Regions from separate parts of the Mus musculus genome. Here region 2 is linked to region 1. Evidence: chromatin contacts called from public HiCAR-type data. All regions are on one chromosome and are shown on one strand. The core of a region is the stretch at or near the end of the contact, and the rest is flanking DNA. Distances in the headings are between cores, read along the strand shown. Region 1 has its middle 35 kb from the start of 1700023C21Rik. Region 2 overlaps Abca9 (ATP-binding cassette, sub-family A (ABC1), member 9).

Region 1 (6,996 bases), core at 1,512-4,011:
TTCAGCAAATGGTTCTCCTCCGCCACATACGCGCTTTTCCCTTGATCCCAGTCCTGGCACTTCTTCTGTTGTTCCAGCGACATGTGTTGGACTTCTGCTAATGCTCTATGTCTAACACGCGAGGAACCAGCTGAGCTTCTTCTTGCATTGCTTAGATGCATCATCCATATGTTTAGGTTTCCTCCTTTTCTAGAACTAGTCTGTTGGTGGAATCGGCTGTTAGAGCCATTTTAGACACAGAATGGTATTGACACGTTTTTATTTGCCTGTATCCACGGAGGAGGCAATAGAAAGCATGGGTTAAAGTGATTTAATCCCACCATGAAAGGTTAATTGTGGCTGAAAGTACTTCACCCTAGTCTGGGGCATGGTAGACTAAAGGGATCCTAAAAAACCAATGTCTCGTGAAAAATTGGTACTAGGAATGGTATGCATTTTTCTTTTCCATAAGAAGTCTCAAAGTAGGACAAATCCTGTTTTACTTTCTAATAATTATCACAAATGTATTTCTGGAAACTTTATCTTGTTAGATTCTCCACAGATGATGTTTGATATGTGCACCTGTGGGAAATTAAACACACACACACTCACAGAGAGAGACACATATACACACACACTCACAGAGAGAGACACATATACACACATACACACACACTCACAGAGAGAGACACGTATACACAGACACACACATATGCACACAGGCACACAGACACACTCACAGAGAGGCACACGTATACATAGACACACACTTATACACACACAGGCACACACACACACACACTCACAGAGAGACACACATATACACAGACACACACACTTACACACACACAGGTACACACACATTCACATTGAGTCACACATACACAGGCACACACACACTCACAGAGACACACATATACACACACACACACTTACACACACACAGGCACACACACACTCACACAGAGACACACATACACACACAGGCACACACACACACACACACACACACACACTCACACACATACACACACACATGCACACACACTCACACAGACACACACAGGCACAGATACACACAGAGACACACATACACACAAAGGCATATACACACTCACAGAGAGACACACATGTATATACACAGACACACACACTTACACACAGGCACACACACATTCACATAGAGACACACATACACAGGCACACACACACTCACAGAGAGACATACATATATACAGACACACACACACTCACACACACACACACTTACACACAGGCACACACACATTCACATAGAGACACACATACACAGGCACACACACACTCACAGAGAGACACACATATATACAGACACACACACACACTCACACACACACAGGCACACACACACATGCACACATACTCACACAGACACACACACACTTACACAGGCACACACACACACAGGCACAGACACACACAGGCACACATACTCACACACACACACACACACACACACACACACACACACTTACACAGGCACACACTCACATGCACACACACTCACACACACTCACTTACACAGGCGCACACACACACAGAGGCACAGACACACATACACCCAAGCTCACAGTGGTTTTCCTGCTTCTCTCTTCTGAGTTCTGTGACTACAGTCATGAGTGAGCCCCTACTCTAGGCTCAGTTTCCAAATTATACCTAAGTTTAAAATCTCCTATTCACCATGCTGCCAAGTGTGGCACACATAGCATGAGTTTCCATAGGGTCTGTTAGAAACCAACCCTAGCACTGTCTTGTTGCTCTTCCTTCCTAGACATCGTTGTTGCCAAAAGAAAATAAACAAGAGAGGTTAAAAGTCTCACCTCTTCCTGTAATTTGAGCTCGACAGAGATGTAGATATTAAATGAAACCCCAGAATTTGACAATAGTTCATAGGGGTCAATGTTAAGCCCTGAACCTAGGCCAGTGGATTTTTTTTTTTTTTTTGGTGGTTGTTTATTTATTTATTTTGTTAGCTAGCCATCTGAAGCACATCTGAAGAAGTTCCATTCTTTCCTGGCCAAGGAAAAGAATTTTCCTTCAAGACTGGCTGACACAGTCAAGGCAGAGTCTTCTTTGGGGAGAGCCAGCTGGGTGACAGGAAGCACTTTTTCCATCCTAGACTTTGGCCTTCAGCACCGTGACCACCCAAGGCTCAAGCATCAGGGATCCTACTCTCTGCAAAACCCATGACTGTGCTCAGAGGAAAATCAGGGCTCCCTTTCCATCTGGCACCATCTGCGTCTTTGCTGTAGATCTCAGTTGCCCAACACTGCTCTCCCTGTGAGGGACCAGGGCAGGCTACTGAAGCAGCATCATTTTGAAGACCGTGCATTCTCAGGAGACTCCCAGTTTCCTTGGATCATGACTTCCCTTTTTGTTGTGGCCTTAGGGTCACAGATTCTATCTCTGGGTTCTAAGAAGGCATATTCTACCTAGAGAATCTTCCTTCTCTTTTTCTGTCTTCTTCCTCTTCTTCCTCCTCCTCTTTCTCCCCCTCCTTGCCCTCCTCTCCCATCTTCTTTTTTTCTGTACTGGGCTTGGCTCCAAGGCCCTGTGCATGGCAGACAAGTACTCTGCCAACAGCGCTACATCTCCAGCCTACTTTCTTCTTGACATTCATCCCTGGCTGGTTCTGGATCTCCCAGTTCCTAAGTCACAGTCACGCATGTCCTAAAAGTGTCCCGATTGGGTATAGCATGACCTCACACATATTGTCCCTCAATGGAGGTTATCCTCTAGAGCTCTTTAAAACCTAATCCCCAGTAGTGAGCAGTCTGATAATCAATATGAATCATATCAGCTCTTGGACAATGATCTTGTCCTGGCTCTTACCCTGGAGTGTGAGACGTGTAGTTAGCTCTTATGGTGATAAAACATGAAAGTATGGCACATGGAGTCTGGGCCAGACTGACTTCTGTTCCCATTCCTACATCTGCTGTTCAATGTTAAGTGACCCCCTAAGTTATTCTGTTTCTTTAGTGTGACTGAAATACACACACACACACACACACACACACACACGTATATATATATATATATACACACATATATAGCTTAGTCTTAATCCACATTTCCTACATACATTCTCTCACATAGATTCAAAGTCTATAGATCACTCTAAATTCAATATTTGTTGCCTTAGCAACCATTATGATGATTGGTTTACCTACAGTTTCACTTAGCTTCCATCTCCAGCTAGCTATTTTACATTTTTTATTTATTTATTTAATTTATTTATTATTATTCATAAGTATACTGTAGCTGACTTGAGACACACCAGAAGAGGGTGTCAGGTCTCATTATGTGTGGTTGTGAGCCACCATGTGGTTGCTGGAACTTGAACTCAGGACCTTCAGAAGAGCAGTCAGTGCTCTTACCCACTGAGCCATCTCTCCAGCCCCTATTTATTTATTTATTTATTTATTTATTTATTTATTTATTTATTATTTTTACTTATCCACCTTATATCATGCTCACTGCCCCCTCCCAGTTATTCTCTCTCACAATCCTTCCCCCATCCCCCTTCTCCTCTGAGCAGGTGGGAGCTCCTCTGAGAATCCCCTGACCCTGTTACTTTAAGTCTCTAGTGAGGCTAAACAAACCCTCACTCATTGAGGCCAGACAAGAAAATCCAGCTAGAATACATCTCACATATAGACAATAGCTTTTGGGATAAACCCTATTCCAGCTGTTCAGGACCCACATGAAGACCCAGCTGCACATCTGCTACCTACGTGCAGGGAGGCCTAGGTCCAGCCTGTGTATGTTCTTTGGTTGGTGGTTCAGTTTCTAAGAGCCCCAAAGGTCCAGGTTAGTTGACTCGGTTGGTCTTCCTGTGAAGTTCCTATGGGGGCCCACAATCCTTTCTCCTGTTCTTCCATAAGTGTCTCCAAGCTCCATCCACTGTTTGGGTGGGTGTCTGTATCTTTTTGAGTCAGCTGCTAGGCGGAGCATCTCAGAGGACAGCCATGCTAGACTCCTGGGACAGCAACCCACCCATAAAACTTTTGACCCAAAATTCATCCTGTCTACAAGAAATGCAGGGTCAAGGGATGGAGACTGAGGGAATGGCCAACTGTGATGGTTTGTATATGTTCGACCCAGGGAGTGGCACTATTAGAAGGTGTGGCCCTGTTGGAGTAGGTGTGGCCTTGTTGGAGTAGGTGTGTTACTGTGGGTGTGAGCTTTAAGACCCTCAGCCTAGGTGTCTGGAAGCCCGTATTCTGCTAACAGCCTTCAGATGAAGATATAGAATTCTTGGCTCTGTCTGTACCATTCCTGCCTAGATGCTGCCATACGTCTGCCTTGATGATAATGGACTGAACCTCTGAACCTGTAAGCCAGCCCCAATTAAACGTTGTCCTTACAAGAGTTGCCTTGGTCATGGTGTCTGTTCACAACAGTAAAACCCTAAGACAGAAGTTGGTACCAGGGACTGGGGTATTGCTGTGATAGGCCTAACCATGCTTTTGTTTTGAAAAAATGTGAATTTGAGGACTTTGGACTTGGAAAGCGGTGGATTGCTTTAAGCGGGGCTTAATGGGCTGTCCTAGTGGGAATAAGGAAGACTTTGTTTCTGAGGGAGACTTGAACTGTGGAAGCCTGTTTCTAGAGGTTTCAGAGGAGAAGAATTTTAGCATGTGGCTGAGAGACTGTTTCTGTGATATTTTGGTGAAGAATGTGGCTGCTTTTTGCCAGTGTCCAAAGAATCTGCTTGAGGCTAAGGTGAAGAGACTCAGCTTAATTTCACTGACAAATGAAGTCTCAGAAACTCCCAGCATAGACTTTGTTCTCTGGTTAAGTCTTATGAAGAGCATTTTAAACAAGCATATCAAGCTAATAAAGGAAAAATATAAAATACATGGTTGGAGTATTAAAAGGGCACCAGGAAGTGGAATGGAGCTGAATCCTGTGTTCAAGGATGTTAAATTGAATTAAGGGAGTAGTAACATTGCAGCAAGATCCCACCCAGCTAAATTTAGGTCCAGGCATGGTAGTACAAGCCTTTAATCCCAGAAGGCAAAGACAAGCAGATCTTTGAGTTCAAAGTCAGTCTACAGAGCAAGTTCCAGGACAGCCAAACTTAGGCAATGAAGGAATTAGAAAACAGAGAGCTGGTGAGAATGTAATAGAACAAGGGGACCATGTTCGAGCTCCAGCAAGCAGCAGAACTTGGCAGCTTTGGCCACATGGCTCTGGCTTTAGAATACAGAATAAAAGGGACTACTGGGACAATTGATGCTGGTTAGCTGGAGCTAAGAAATTAGCAGTGATTAAGAAGAGACCAACATCGCTTAGATAAAATCTTCTAGGAAGTGTTTTCTGAGAGCAGGAAGAAGCTGTGTTCTAGAGATAGTCAAGGTTGTACCTCATGCTACAGCTGTACTTGGTAATGTGGAAGAGTCACCCAGGTGGTACTGGTTTTGAAGGCATGAAGGGGTCATGTAGAGCAGCTAAGGCTTGGCATTATGAGAGGCCATGGAAGGCCATTGGTGAAGGTGCAGCCTCAGTTGCAGTTGATGGACCAAGACTGAAGGGATCAGGCAAAGAATTTGAGGCTTGGCACCATGAAGAGAGCCTATTGGTGAAGCCTAGTTGCAGTGGAAGACCCTAGCATACTAGAGATGCCAGTACCATGGGATGATCACCAAGAACAGCAGCAGGAGTGGAGTGGATCAACCGGAGCTTAGAGTGCTACAGAGGGCAGAGATGGAGAAGAGACACCAGCCCTTTGTTGCAGTCAACAAAGATGAAAAAGGAGTTGGAGATCTAAAGACTGCTTTGACATCAGACATGGAAATGCTGAATTTGGAGTTTGCCCAACTGGTTTCCTGTCTTGCTTTGGGGATTACAGTTAAGTGATTGGATGAATCTCAGAAGGACCTTGAACTCTGGGACTTTTAACACTGTTGAGACTACTACAGACTATGGGGACTTTTGAAGTTGGACTAAATGTATTTTGCATTATGCTGTGTTTAGGTGTGGCTTCCATAGATAAGCCTCTGGGGACCAAGGGAGTGGAAAGTGATAGTTTGTATATGCTCTGCCCAGGGAGTGGCACTATTAGAAGGTGTGTCCCTGTTGAAGTAAGTGTGTCACAGTGGTCATGGCTCCTCTTCACAGGAGTAAAACCCTAACTAAGACACCAACCAATAACCAGCCCAACTTGAGAGTCATTCCATGGACAAGCACCAATCCTTAACACTGACACTATTAATGATACTGTCATTTGTTTCTTGATGACAGCCAGTTGACAGGAATGAGGTAGACTCTCAAAGCTGTTTCAATTTGCACTGCCCTTATGACATAGGGTGTTGAACATTTTCCCAAGTATTTATCGTCCCTTTGTGTTTCCTCTTTTGAGAATTCCCTGTTGGGTCCATGAGCCAGATTACTGACTGGATGATTCACCTCTCACCCTGGGGCTGTGGCAGGCAGATTTCTGAGTTCGAGGCCAGCCTGGTCTACAGAGTGAGTTCCAGGTTAGCCAGGGCTACACAGAGAAATCCTGTCTCAAAAAAACAAAAACAAAAAAACCAAAACAAACCAAAACAAAAAAATAAAAAATAAAAAACAACCAACCAACCAACCAACCAACCAACCAACCAACCAACCAAACAAACAAACAAACAAAACCAAAAAAAAAAAAAAAAAAAAAAAAACAAAACCAGAATTTCTCAGTTTTAAACAATAGATTGTCTCTTCATCTGGAATCCAGCCAGTGTATCTGAGTTACAAAGAATGAGAAAATGGGGTTCTTCTCCACTGTTGTAAGAGGAATCACCCTTACAAAACAAAGAAAGAATCAAACAACAATAAAAAAAAAAAAAAAAAAAAAAAAAACAAAAACAAAGCCACAGTTGGATTTGATGCTGGTGAGGTAGTGGGCATGTCCTGAGTATATAGCTGCTGGTATTGTTTTGCCAGAGCTACTTGGCTTATATTGGGATAAGGTTTCTGCTTCTCTTCTTGCCAACC
Region 2 (6,959 bases), core at 4-2,503, 250 kb after region 1:
GGGTGGGTGAATTGGGAAAGAGTTGGGGAACAGGGTGTAAATACAATCAAGACAGGTCTGAAACGCTCAACTAATTTAAAAATAAGATTTAAAAATCAATAAAACATTGCTGGCCTTTCAGTAGTCAGTTACAGTCCTCAGAATGCTTAGAACTAAAGGCAAGGGTCATAACAGGGACTTCCAAATGGCCCAACAGCGTCAACATTAAAGGGTATGCTGGCAGTATAAGATAGTCTCAGTCAGTCACTCTTGGTCCAAAGCTAACACAACTTTAAAGGAAGCCTACAGTTAATGCAGCTCGTTATCTTCCACAGCCTGAGGCCAGGCCCCAAGAAAAACTGTGGGGTGACTGCAAGGCTGCGTCACATCATATTAATGTGCCGTAGTTCCCGCTCTGGTCATCTACAAGTGTAGAGAGCACCTTTCAAGCTGATTTTGTGCCCAAACCCCTGCCACCCTGGAAAAAGGACAGTTTTTGCATTCTATCAGTGAGAACCAAAAGAGCAAGGACTCTGCCTACCTCATTCCTTCTCTGCACAGCGCTCATTTTGCCTCAAGGTCTACCTTTTATGGGTATTCTGTTAGCCTCTCTCTCTCTTTCTCTCTCTCTCTCTCTCTCTCTCTCTCTCTCTCTCTCCCTCCCTCTCCCTCCCCCCTCCCCCCCATGTTTCAGCCCCCTTCTCCTGGCAGCTGCTAATATTTCCAGCTTGTGTGGGGCTTTCTTCCTTTTTTGAACCCCAACAAATCATTCTCAAGTTCCTTTCTGAGATTTTTTTTAAATTCTTTTATCAATGGAACCTAGATTAAACCTGCCAAGGGGACTCTGTGAACTAATATTATTCCATTCGCGGAAAAGATGGTCTAATAAAACTTCATCCCCAAAGTAAGAATTTCTAAATCTTTGCCACTTACCTGAATCAACAGGCTCTCCATCACAGATATAAACTCCTCAGAACTAAAAACACTGTCCATTATTTGCATGAGAAAGAGAATGAGGAAGTATATGGGAATGTCCACCAGAGCCTGTCCACACCAGTAAGCAGACGGGTAAAGGCCTGAAGTCCACAGCTGGGAAAGAACTTTTTTCTGATAATAATAATAAACAAAAACAAACAAACAAAAACAAAACATAAAGATCATCATAAAATCCTAGAAAGCTGAGACCCAGGCAACCACACGCATAGTCACAGCAGCTATTCTTACTGTATCCCTTTAATAACTATTACTCTTGTTTGGAAAATGACATCACCACTTGCCACAACCCTACACCAGAGGGACGGCTAATATTGCAAAACAAGACAGATAAGTTGACTCAGCTCTCCCTAAGGGGTTTTTTTTTAATCTACTGCTGGATACTGTCAAGAGTACGGATGTTAGCGATAGGTCCTTATTAAACACTTTTATATTTAATTTTTTATTTACAAATGCTGAGCTGTTGCGCATGATGCCTTGATTGGCAGCTGTCAGGCTTGTGCAGGGAGACTTTGAACAGGGATGGTAACTCTAGTTCCAGGGAACTGGACATCCTCTCCTAACCTTCATAGGCACGTGCACTATATGCATGTGATAGATAAATGCATGCAGACAAACACTCTTACACTTAAAATGTGTCTGATAGGGCATGGGAACAGAGGCCGGTCCATTATTCACTGGGATGGGAAGCAACAGAATGTGCAGAATTTAAAGGAAAAAACATTGCTACTTTAGTGGTATTCATTCCTGGTGGAGAAGAAACAGTTAACAAATGAGGAAAGTCTTATGACCATAAGCCCCATTCAAATATTTTGCATGGCAGTTTTTAATGGGCCTTATTAAACGGGGAAAAGGTCTGGGTTGAAACTGTCTTTGTGATGAGATATGAGTACCAAGGAGTGTGTTGTAGGAAGAATAGGGTGGTCTCCAAGAATAATTAAAAGCTGTCACTTGCTACTGGTTGGTGGCGCTATCCTGTTTAAGGAAAATGCGTTTTATTCCTATTTTGACAGCCTATTATTGAAATGCTCCATTATATATTGCAACGAACACACACATTAGATTCGCTACCTATGCTCACAAGATCCAAAGGAAGTTTTCCTGGGTGTGAAGGAGATCTGAAGACTTTAATAATGTCTTACTTTGTGGTCACTGATGCTGCCCATCGCAATGTAAGGGGTGAGGCTGGCAGCCACTGGTATCCAGAAAAATGCGTTGCTCATGAATCCGTACTCATAAAGCATGTGTTCCTACAATCATACAGACATGGTAAGCGGAGAGAAAGCAGGTCTCTGACTTGATTGTACTGTCCTCAGTGTATCAGCCAAATAAATGGGCCCGTCCCAAGGTTCTATCTGTAGAACAGAGCTCCCGTCTCTTACTCTAAGATTAAAGCATTTCACACATCAATAGCATTTATCTCTATGTCTATATTTAGCTATCTCCCTTTCTACACACACACAAAACAAAAACAAAACACATAATTTATTATATAATACACATTCTTGGAACACCCATGGAGAAGTTATTTTTTTCTATTTTCATAAACTTATGCCAAAGTAGTTCAGTTCGATATTTATAAAGAGTTATTCTTCTGCTTCTGGATAATGCAAAAGTATTAGATTTAAATGTTTTGGAGGACTAGGCTTTTATAAAGTCATAAGTGCATGGATGTTAGAAAGTAATTCCTTCCTGAGGACCAGATTTCATGGTAGAAGAAGGTGACATTTGAGCTTCCAGAGGAGGGGATAGGGGAGACCAAGAGTCCTTCCTACCCAGTCACGATGCCTATGTACAAACAATGACCAGCATGGCACTCTATTTCATAGGGTGTTATAGTGCCAGTCATATCTTGTTGGCAATCAGTGGCTGTCTAGGGCTAGTGAAGTCATGGTTCTTGAAGGAGAACTTACAAACACCTCTTTACTAAACTAATATAATTTCTAACCTGATTCTAAATGTATCTACATGTAAATTCAAGGTCACCTGAGCTAGTAGCTAGTAATTAGTTTGTAGTTAAGACATTTATTTATTTCATTATTTTTTTGAGACAAAATCTCACAAAGTATTCTGGGCTAATAGCAAACGGTAAGCCTCGTGAATCTATCTCCTGGGTGCTGGGATTAAATGTTTGTGTCCAACAAGACACCTTTTTTAAAAACAGGTGCCATCTCAGAAGGGGAAGAGAAGGAGGTGTTTAGGGCTGGCCACTCTCCTTTTTTGATCCAAGGGGACAGACTTTTGTGAAGGAAATGAAAGAGCAAACCACAGTCGCCATTTCCTACCTGTGTCTCTTACACCACAGGTCAACCCTGCAGTTAAAACCATCATGTTTTTTTATTGGACACAGCAGCCAATGGGAAGGCCAAGAGCAGGCACATTCTTAATAACAAGGTGATTTTAAAAAACAATGGAGTATTCTCATAGTATCATTTTCTAAGGCAAAAGAAATTCAACACAGCAAGGTAAAAGGGAAGACCTGAAATAGGACTCTTTCCATGATCTAGATACCATTAAAGGATATAGGCGCACATGGGCAACATATTTTAAATGAGAGAGTCAAAGAAACATGGTATTTGATATCCTTGGGGAGCTACTTTTATATGAGATAAGAATATTGTAGTTCTAAAAAGGTTCTTTATTTTAAAAAATTGTGTGTTTGTGTGTGTGTGTGCGTGTGTGTGTGTACAGGGAGTCAGTTCTTTCCTTCTACCAAGTGTGTCACAGGGGTTTAAACTCAGAACAGCAGGCTTAGCAGAAAGCCCTTTACCAACTGAGCCCTATCATCTACCACAATGATTCTTTCCTTTAACAGATATACATAGTAAAATATTTATAGATAAAATGATATGATCTCAAATTTAATTAAAAATAGTCTTAAGGCTATGCATTTGTAATAGTTGTATTGGCTTGTAAATGTGGGAGGCTTTAAATTCTCTATTAATGTGTTTGAAATTATATAATTGCTACCTTTAAAATGAGAACTATCCCCACGGTGCCACTTATAATTACCCTGATCTAGTCAAAGGTGAAAGTTCTGTACTGAAATCACCTTTTAAAACATCTCCAAGCAAAACAGTACTAATAGTAACAATAATAAGAACTATAGTTTTTTTTTTTTTAGCAAATTACCTACATATTCATGCCTCATTTTTTGTCCTTGACTATGTTAGCCAAGTGCACACATTGCTGCATTTACCTCAGGAGAAGATTTTGTGGTGAAATTTTATCATTTTGTGAAATAGTGTATTAAAGACTACAAAAAATCAAGTTGATTTTTTTCAAAGAAGGAAGCAAAATCAAACAATGAAAATTTCCACTATTCAACTATGTCCCACTCTTAAGGGCGCAGACTAATTGTACTTCCTCTAGTCTCATTGCCCTAAAACCATACTGTTCTATAAAAACATACTTCTATAACTACAGCTAGGCAGTGCAGGAATTACATTATTATTTATATATAAAATACAAGATCATTAAGTTCATAAACATTGATAAGATGTCAGTCCTTGCATCCGAAAAACTTGCTTGGAAACATCCAAGGCTTTCACTTACTTCAAAGACTGTGCTTCTGTCGGTCTGGATGCGTTCAGAAGAGTTAAATATTCCAAGCAGCCCATTGCTAATAATATCCATGAGGACTGGGAAGCAGTTTAGTCTTTTGGCATTACACGCTACGGAAAATCTGAGAGCCTAAAATGTAATGAGTATTTATTAATTCTCAGGAAGCCACTGTAAAACTTAAGGGCAGAATATGTTAGGGAACCATTGAAACCACTGATAATATTGATAAAACAGGAGCAGAAAGGCAGTATCACCATTGCCTGTATGGTTTGAAAAGCTTAGGTCCAGGCAAGGTGGTATACATCTTTAATCCCAAGAGACAGAGGCAATCAGATCTCTGAGTTCAAGGCCAGCCTGGGACAGAGAAAGGTCTAAGAACAGCTTGGGTCCACGCATGGTGGTACACACCTTTAATCTGGGCCTTCCCTTCCACTGGAGGCCTACATGAGGACATTGGAAGAAGGAAGATCCACCTTTCTTTGCCTCCTTTTACTTACGTGGCAGCACATCTGTTGGAACCTGCTTCTTCAGGATTCCAGTATCTACATAAGACCAGCTGAAACGACTAGCCTCGTGGGACCGAGCAACTACTAGCTTCTTGGACTTCCCTTTCACAGCTGCCCATTGTTGGTTTAGTTGGACTGCAGACTGTAAGTCGTTCCAATAATTTCCCTTAATACATAGAGACATTCCACAAGATCTATGACTCTAGAGAACCCTGACTAATACAAAGAGTATGATCAAAATTCAGTCTATGAAAATCTCAAAGAATTAATTAAAATGTCCCATTTTTAAAAAACTCCAGGCAAGTGATAACAGATGACGGAGCATCATGGAGATGCAGCAGACTGAGAACTCAAGGCCAAATCTAAACCAAACAGTTATCCTCAGCTCCCCTGAGAATACAATTTAAGCTAATTAATGAAGCAGGATTTAATTGATAAGATTTTCAAATTACCATTAAATCCCTCAATAGTTATATCGGAGAGAGCAAGTGAATAATTACAGCTCAGCTTCTCCTATGAAATGGGAAATATATCACTTGCGTCATGTCAGTCTTTCGTGTCGGTCAGTTTGAGTTACTCAGTCTGAAGCGCTACAGTCCACCCACCTTTGGTGAAGCACAGTGGTCAGAGTCTACCATACCTTTTCTTCACCCAGCACCGTGATAGCACCATTGTACAGCGCCTCTTCTGTGCCATTTCTGGTCCCCAGGGCATCCAGGTCTAATGCTATGCCCTGCTGTCTTAGTGCGTGTACAAAGTTATCGATGCTTGAACCTACCACAAAGGCAAAATTGGAGGAAGCAACGATAAGTCAATTAGTACAGAAAGCAACAAAATATTCAACAGCATAGCCTAGAACATGTCATTACTGCCTACAGATATCCTTAAAGGGCAGAGTTAGAGCCAGGTACAAAATCCACTATGTTGATCTTATATATAAGAAAGATTCTTTACATACAGATAAATTTTTACTAATATCTCTAGTATTGTATAATGTCTAGGAGTACAAGCCAGTAGACAAACACTTCCTGGAATGGATAAGGCCCTGAGTTCAATGCCCAGCAACACAAACAAACAAACACCACACAATTAACCAACCAACACTGTGATCTTCGATGCTATAGTTTAGATCTTATTATGAATTTGGAGCATTTTGTTCTCAGAGTCCAGCAATATAGGGAATTACAAAAGAATAATATGTTTCTAAAACAAACTCGACATTTGTACTTTTTACTGTTTGACCTCATAAATGTTTTATAAAATACGCTGAAATAATTATTTTCTTTGTTTTTTTATGTTTTCTAGGTGATCCCTTCCCCCTCAAAAAAATGTGTTTAGACTACCTGTTCTATTGATGACCAGTAAGTGGGTCAGAGGATCCTGTGGTGGCTGTCCTGGTGAAAGGAAATACATACTTGGAGATAGCCCCCATGAATAACTTTTGTGGTATACCTTGTAGACGAGATGTTCCAAAAGTTGGGGGACAAAGCTAATGCCAAAAAGCAATAACCTAAGTGGAGGAAAATAAATATTAAAAGAGTAATAATCAATAACCTAGGGCAACTCTGTGGGGCTCTAGGGTTCAACAGATAATGAATAGTGATAAAATACGGATATAGGAAATGTTCAAGTCATATTGCTTTCTCGTTCTCTTTCTGAAATGAAATGGTGTCGCTTTGGTCTTCCACTAACCACCTACTGCTTTCAACATTTCCTTCGGTTCTTCCAAGTTCCTGGTTCTGACTCCCTTTGATTTCTGTTTTAAGCAGAGTATCCTGTAGTCCAGGGGGACCTTGAATTGACTACATAACCTAGGATGACCTAGAACTTCTGATCATCCCGCCTCTACTTCCTGAGCCATGGGATTACTGGCATACTAAAATCTCAGATAAGACCCGGTCCTCTGAAAGTACAGAA

What was found. HiCAR-type assays count read pairs that join an accessible place to other places.
Region 2: a contact with region 1 is called in a HiCAR-type map of fibro-adipogenic progenitors, with 3 times the contacts expected there. The contact joins two enhancer-like sites. A contact is called at or near these places in 1 of 15 datasets of contacts at CTCF or cohesin (the NIH/3T3 cell line), 3 of 484 Hi-C or Micro-C datasets (bone marrow-derived macrophages, embryonic stem cells and liver) and 2 of 115 datasets of contacts at active chromatin or transcription factors (fibro-adipogenic progenitors and heart atrium).

Annotation. Positions count from the first base shown.
Region 1 is chr11:109,876,925-109,883,920 of GRCm38.p6, forward strand. No RefSeq gene overlaps it. Among named protein-coding and RNA genes, the nearest start is that of 1700023C21Rik, 35 kb to the left of the region's middle. Within about 2 kb of position 2,762, at least 8 of the 459 cell types and tissues checked have an H3K27ac peak or open chromatin away from gene starts, as enhancers often do. A contact at or near this core is called in fibro-adipogenic progenitors, where this site is marked.
Region 2 is chr11:110,129,653-110,136,611 of GRCm38.p6, forward strand. Abca9 (ATP-binding cassette, sub-family A (ABC1), member 9) reads right to left here. Exons shown (of 39, transcript NM_147220.2): 20 at 6,386-6,552; 21 at 5,683-5,816; 22 at 4,528-4,665; 23 at 2,115-2,222; 24 at 913-1,086. Among named protein-coding and RNA genes, the nearest start is that of Abca9, 35 kb to the right of the region's middle. Within about 2 kb of position 1,254, at least 15 of the 459 cell types and tissues checked have an H3K27ac peak or open chromatin away from gene starts, as enhancers often do. A contact at or near this core is called in fibro-adipogenic progenitors, where this site is marked.